2 separate regions of the Macaca mulatta genome follow, and region 1 is linked to region 2. The links are chromatin contacts, called in public Hi-C maps. All regions are on one chromosome and are shown on one strand. The core of a region is the stretch at or near the end of the contact, and the rest is flanking DNA. Distances in the headings are between cores, read along the strand shown.

What was found. A called contact is a pair of places that touch in the nucleus more often than the background predicts.
Region 1: a contact with region 2 is called in a Hi-C map of cortical neurons, with 7 times the contacts expected there. The contact joins the promoter of SRP14 here to the promoter of FSIP1 in region 2. A contact is called at or near these places in 3 of 14 Hi-C or Micro-C datasets (cortical neurons, fetal cortex germinal zone and liver).

The regions. Positions count from the first base shown.
Region 1 is chr7:17,355,758-17,359,432 of T2T-MMU8v2.0, forward strand. It overlaps SRP14 (signal recognition particle 14), which reads right to left and starts at 2,414. Exons shown (of 5, transcript NM_001265919.1): 1 at 2,370-2,414; 2 at 2,150-2,222; 3 at 1,558-1,670; 4 at 311-343. The coding sequence starts at 2,393.
Region 2 is chr7:17,093,578-17,097,141 of T2T-MMU8v2.0, forward strand. It overlaps FSIP1 (fibrous sheath interacting protein 1), which reads right to left and starts at 1,326. Exons shown (of 12, transcript XM_001092473.5): 1 at 1,124-1,326.

The DNA.
Region 1 (3,675 bases), core at 1,164-3,663, 260 kb after region 2:
TTCTGCAACACCCACAGACAGTTGCACACATTTTTTACGTTTTTTTCAATGGAAAACTGCAGGCAACTTCTTGTTCAACTATACTATAGGTAGCATATATCTACAGCCTAAGACAAAATCTAACTAAAAAAAACCAGAAAGGAAGAGCGTATTAGCGTTGAAATTCACACCCTGGCAGCTTTTACTTGAAAAATACCAGTAAAACTTATCTCCAGAGAGCAGTGAACCCAAGTATCAATCTTACCCAGTGTTCACTATCATGCTGACTCTTGCCCTGAGAAGGAAGACATAAGGAACACCCAAAACTCACCATCTGAAATTTATTCACTTCCTTGGAGCTCACCTGAAAGAGAAGGAAAAAAGAGGTCACACCTATTATCCATATAAGCATCCTCTTCTCCACCCCAGACAGTATCTCAAAAGCCTCTGAAAGACAACATCCTTATCTTTAAAATACTTCTTCCCAACTTCAGGGGTTCGTAATACATGAATGGTTACTTTTCTACTCTGCTTTCCTCTGCCTAGAGAACAAGAAAAGGAGCTCTACATCTTTTTCCACATGAGAATTGCACCAAGAGGTGAAAGGCAGTAGGCTCCTTCAAAAAAAAAAAAAAAAAAAAAAAAGCTTTGTTTCTCACCTCTTGAAATCCCTTAGAAAGGTGGCACTGAGTGTTCTCCCTGGGTTCTGAGAAAAGTCAGAGGACTTCTCAGTATTAATTTTTTATACATTAATATAAGATATATTTAAACTACTCCCTTCCCATCTTATTTTTAAACCTGCCTTCCATTAATTCAAGCATATTTAAGCACAATGCAAGCTACCACAAAATACTACCTCTGAAGAAGACTCCTTAGGTTTTCGTTATTTCATGATATCTAACTTTATTTGTAAAAACCACATAAGCTTGTTTTACTGTAAAAGTCCTCTCAAGATAACTTGTCACGGGAGACTTACCAACTAAGTCTAGTCTACATTTTCATGCAGTCAGTATCCTACACTAATGTGATTAGAGAGTAAGTCTGGTTCTGCCACAGCAGAATAAAGTAGTATTCACTCAACTCAAGAAGACTCTTCCTTTGCATTATTCAACCTCCACTGAAAGGAAAGACTAGGGCTCTTGACTAAAATGCATATTTTCTCAAGTGTGAAACCTAACATTTAGCTGCACATTCGCCATGTGAACCACAAAGATAAGGAAATAATAGCATCACCTGGTGCCAAGAAACTGCTTACTGAAGGCCCAACACAGTAAGGGGCTAAGGAATCAAATATTTATGCCAACGGCTCCTTACAGTACTACGAATAAGGACGAATACGCTACTTTCATTCATTTCCGCAAAAATTTTAGCAGAACTAACGACTGTTTGACCTCTACCTTCTTCATTTTATTTTATTCTTGAGTTTTCTACTACTGAAGTATAGGAAGGTCCTGGTCTCAGAAATAGCCACACAGGGCAAAAGGGAAAAGTAAATTAAAGCCTGGTTCAGAAACGCCCCATCCTCTCTTCAATTCGAGTGTTTACATTTCAAAAGATAGCCTTAGGAACTCAGCTCACCACAGTGCTGATCTTCTTTTTCCCATCGGTAGCTCTTAACAGACACTTGTTGTCTGCGGGCTCAAAGCCCTCCACAGTACCTTTCTTTGGAATGGGTTTGGTTCGACCGTCATCTGAAGGAAAAATGCATCCTGGTGAACACGGCCGCATACGTGGCTGAGCGGCAGACAAACAGTTAAAACAGAGGAGGGGGTAAGTGATGACCTAATCCAGCCCCGCTGCTCTAGTTCTGTTAAACACCTCGTCTGCTACCACGGTCTGGCGAAACCCTGGAGAAACTATTATTTCCACGACGGAAACATGGAATAGCGAAGCACGTTAACTCCCACTCAAAGTGGCGGCGTTTGGGATCCCTGACAAAGAGCCCTGGGCTGCTTGGGACCCATTGTTACCAGAAGCAACCTAGGCGGCTCAGCGCTGGGGACTGCGCCCGCTACAATCCCCATCATTTTCCAGGCCCGAAGCCCCGAATGTGCCCAGTACAGAGTGACGGACGGTAGAGGAAGGCGGCGGTCCGCGGCAGACAGACTCCGGTGGCTCCCAGACACCGGGCACCCGGGGAGCATCGCCCGGCTCCCCTCCCGCTGCTTACACTTCTTCAAGGTGATATAGACGCTGCCCGACGTCCGGCACTTCTGGAAAAGTCTGGTCAGCTCCGTCAGGAACTGAAAAACAACAGGCCCGGCCCCGTTAGCCAGCCCCAAATCCTCGCCCCGCCGCGTCAAGGCCCTGGTCCTCCCGCAGAAGGAGGCAGAGGTCTCGACCAAAGCCTGAGCCGCCCCCGTCTCTCTGCCGGCCAGGCCTAGCCATACCTGCTCGCTCTCCAACAACACCATCGCGGCGACGCTTCGCTCCACTCCCTCCGCTGAAGCCCCTAGCAGTGAGAGCCGGAAGTTCGGCCTAGGCTGGGCGGGACTTCCGCTACTACGCTTCCATTGTCTTCCACCAATCTCTTCTCTTCCACCAATCCTGGCCGGCGCCCTGGGACGTCCGGGGGCCAGTGACCTGGAGGCGTTGGGGCTGTCCTGGGCCGTCGCTTGAGAGAGAACTTCTCACCCCAGCCAGGGTGAGGGAGTGAGAGCAAAAGAAAGTTTTGATAGCAGCGTATAGTTTATGTTCAGCTGTATGCTGGGCAGGTTACCTAACAATTCAGTGACTCAGTTTCCTTATCCATAAAGTGAGGGTAATGATAGTATCTACTTCGCAGTGTGGTCGTGAAGCGTAAATGAAACTCAGATTAAATACGTAGAACAGTGCCTGGCACATAGAGCGTGTTCCGTAGGTATCAGCTATTGTTCTTTTAATTATTGTCATCATTATAAGTTCCTGTAGATCCTTTAAATTCTCCCTAAACGCTGCCTTTTAGCTGTAGCCAGAGGGGCTGGGCCGGGCGCGGTGGCTCACGCCTGTAATCCCAGCACTTTGGGAGGCCGAGGCGGGCGGATCACGAGGTCAGGAGATTGAGACCATCCTGGCTAACACGGTGAAACCCCGTCTCTACTAAAAATACAAAAGAGCCGGGGGTGGTGGCGGGCGCCTGTAATCCCAGCTACTCCGGAGGCTGAATGGCGTGAACCCGGGAGGCGGAGCTTGCAAGCCGAGATCGCGCCGCTGCACTCCAGCCTGGGCTACAGAGCGAGCCTCCGTCTCAAAAAAAAAAAAAAAAAAAAAAAAAAGAGGGGCTGGAGCCCAGTTTTTAGTTCTACCTCTGATTAGTCAGGAGAACTGGGTTGTAAGCCCTCTCTGCCAGTAGCCAACTTGAACCCTGGGCCCTCTATAAAGTCAAGCATTCTACCACACAAGAGGTTTTCGCTGAGTGCCTCTCAGTCTGTGCCAGGCACTGTTGTAGAGGTTGGGGATGCTGCAGGATAAGACAAGCTAAGTTTCTGGTTTCCTGGAACTTGGGTTAAAAGGGGCAGGGAGGAAATAAACAATGAAGCAAACAAGTAAGTAGTACAGCTTCAGATAATGAGCTCTGTGAAGACAGCTAAGCAGGGCTGTATAATGAGTGGGAAGGGGACTGCTTTGGGCTGGGGTCAGAGGAGTTCTCGTCGAAGAGGAGAGCTTTGAATTGAAAGCTGAAAGGACCAGCCATCCAAAGATCTAGGGACACAGTGT
Region 2 (3,564 bases), core at 76-2,575:
TGCATTTACAATCCTTTAGCTAGACACAGAGCACTGATTGGTGTGTTTACAATCCTTTAGCTAGACAGAAAAGTTCTCCAAGTCCCCAACCAACCCAGAAGCCCAGCCGGCTTCATCTCTCACTATTAGCAACATAAAGGAACAAACAACAGATACACAGAACATGAGTGAATAGCATGATGCATGATGCTAAGCTGAAAGAAACCTGATTCAAAAGGCCACAGGGTGTTTGTTTCCATCAATATGACAGTCTGGAATGGGCAAAATTACAGGAACAAAAAACTAAGTGGTTGCCAGCAATAGGGTTAGGGGAGGGGTTAACTACAAAGAGCACTAGGGAATTTGGGGTTCATGACGAAACTTCCATATTCTGATTGTGGTGGCTGGTAATTACATAACTGTATGCATTTGTCAAAACTCATAGAACTTTAGATTAAATGGGTGAGGCTTACCATAAGTTATACCTCAATTGTAAGTTAATATCTTTGTGCCAATATTTCTTTAGCTATGGTAATACATCCATAAAATAAATTAGAATTGCTGAGTCAAAGAACAATTATGTTTCAAATTTTGGTAGTTCGCCAAATTGTACTCCAAAAAGGCTGCACCAAATTACACTACTTCCCCAACAGTGGACTGGGGCCCATCTGATTATGTCAAAGTTGTTTCATCTTCTCCAGTCTGAGAGGTGTAAAAGGTATCTGTGAATTTGGTTTACATTTCTTCACGAGAAAAGTTGAGTCTCTAATCAATTGTTTGCTGTTTGCATCTTTTTATTTTACCTGTGAAATGCCTATTTGCATCCTTTACCGTTTAGGGTCTAGTTTAAATGGCTGGTGATCAGTTATAGATCTTGGTGGGAAGATCTAGATCTCGGGAAAGTGGAAGCCTTGGTTGGTTACAGGTCCTAATGTTAGGTGATTCCTGGAGAAACAGCCTCCGCGGAGGCAGAAGCCCTTGGGGCCCCGCCCCCAATAAGCCCGCCCCCGCCCTCTCATTGGCCATGTCCGCTCTCACTGACAGTCCATCTACGAGCCAAGCGGCCCGATGCACCTCCACCCCGCCCACTCCTCGGCGCACCGCCCCGCGACCGAGCTCCGCCCTCGTCTGCGCGGCCCCTCACCTTCTCGCCGGGCCTCCTCGAGGAACTGGCCGCCGGCAGTCAGAGCGCAGACGGCCGCAGAAGCGCGCCGCCGACACTCGCCGAGCCAGCCACTTCCCCACAGAGAAGAGGGATCTCTCCCGCCACCTCAGCCTCTCTGGTGGTGGAAGAAGCCGCCAGTTCAAAGCCCTCCCGCCCGTAGCACCGCTGTTTCTCTGGCAACCAGATGCGCGACGCTTGCGGTCTCGCGATAGGGGAAAGGGCTGTACCATCCGGAAATGGGACGGGGGCCGGCTGCTGCTGGAGGTCCGCGAGCTGGGCGGCCTGGGTGTGTCCCTCCGTCTTCGCGGCCGACCGTGGGCGTGGGGAGCGATTTGTTCGTCTTTAGGTTGGATTCGGAATGGGGACGTCTGAATGCTTGTGTATCTCTGTCCCTCAGGTTGCTGTGATGCCTTACAGGTCAGCTATTCTCTCCGAGCAGTTTCCCCCTCCGCAAAATGGGAACAATAATAATTCTCTTCTCACAAGACTTGTGCAACTCAAAAAGACCATGTATGTGAAGCTCTAGTAAATTTGGGGTGCTATGGAAATTTTAAAAATATTCGTTTTGCACAGATTTGGCTACAGTCCAAAAAGTTATAATTGCTTGTTGCACCTTCTTTCATTTCTCAGTTCCTCTAATTCTCAGTGCACGAAAATTATTTCCCTACGTCCACAAACTGATTTTCCTCACCTCCAGTGCCATCAGATTTCTCCTGCTTCCCAGCACGTTACCGTTTACAGAGCATTTTCGCATTCATGGCTCCTTTGTCCTCATTGTTTTAACTAGATAAGATGTGGTTTTCTTCAGCGAAGCAAATAGTCATAGGTTGAGTTGCCGAAAGAACACAGCTGCGGTCTAGGCCAGTGCTGGATATTAAAAACCTGGCTGTAAATGTCTTCCCTATGCTCCTGAATCCTGCATCTTATCACCAGCCCAGACTTCCCTGAACTCCAGACTCCTTTACCTAACTGCCTATTTGACATATCCACTTAGATGTGTAAACATCTCAAACTTAACACAGGAAAAAACAACTTCTCCAGAGTCCCCACCCACTCTATCCATCTCAGCAAATGGTAATTTCATCCTGTCATGCCTAAACCAAAAACCTTGGAGTTGTCCTCAATTCCTCTTCCTCTCACACTTTACAGTCAATTCGTCCTATCAGCTCAGCATTCAGAATATATCCAGAATCCAAACACTCGTCAGAAGTTCAGTGCTTCCATTCAGGTCCACGCAGACATCATCTCTGAATGATAAGGCTTTCCGTTGGCTCTCTGACCTCCACTCCTACCTACTGCTTCCCGTGGTAAACCTGGTTCCAGCCTCACTGTCCTCATTGTTAGTGTTTCTGTGCAGGGATTTCTTCCCAGCATTTCTCAGGGAATTTATGTGGCTTTCCAAATCTCAAAAGAAAAAAAGTTGCAAAATGAAGAAAAAAGGAGAAAGTATCCTAATTCTCCTGTGAGAATTAAAATTTAGCAGCCAACCTAGGGATGTTACTGAAGAAATTCACCAATGTCAAGTTGAAAACCAGCCCAGGAAGTGCCGAGTTCGAGGCTGAGGTCATCATTTTCAGGAACCAGGACAAGAGCACTTGGGAGAGACATGGCTACAGTCTCATCAGTCAGTCTTGCTTGTAGTTGGTGCTATGTAAGTGTATGTTCCTGGCCGTGTGTGCTGCTGGCAGTGAGTCATTCTTGCAAATAAAATATAAATAGGTTGATACTCATTGTATACTTTATACAAATTCTATGAGCAGTGTTCAAAAAAGTAACAAGTTTTGGATTCAAAGTAAATCCTTAAATTGGCAGTTTCCAATCCATGAGTCTGGGTAGTACAGTTAACCCTGCTAGGAGATCTATTATTTGAATACTACCCAATAATGTTCTCTGTGTTCTCCAGTATTTGAATATTTGCTATAAACTTCAGTTCTTGTAAACACTTCTAGATTTAATAGTTCTCATTTTTTAAACAAAGGCTTTAGATACTCATAATAATGAGTAAAGAATATGAAGAAGGTAGGGAATATTTTGAGAATCGGATTTTGAGAACAGCTGGTAATTCTGATTGCCTGTTTCTGCATCCCACAGAGCAGTATCTGTCAGGAATTTGGTAACACTTGTTCCTCCAATCCAAATAACCACACACATACACCTACACACACACCAGCCTGAAATACAGTTTCCCAGCTATCCACATGGTTTGCTCCTCTCTTTGCTCAGGCATCTGCTTCCTCAGGAAGGCCTTTCCCAACCACCCTATATAAAATAATTATTCCCATCTCCACGCTGCCTACGCTCTGTCCCCTCGACCCTGCTTTATTTTTTTACGAAGAAGAGAGACGACATTATTTGGATTTTGATACTAAACAGTTAGGTCATCTTAGGTAAATACATAAGCTTTTGTGCGCCAGAGTTTC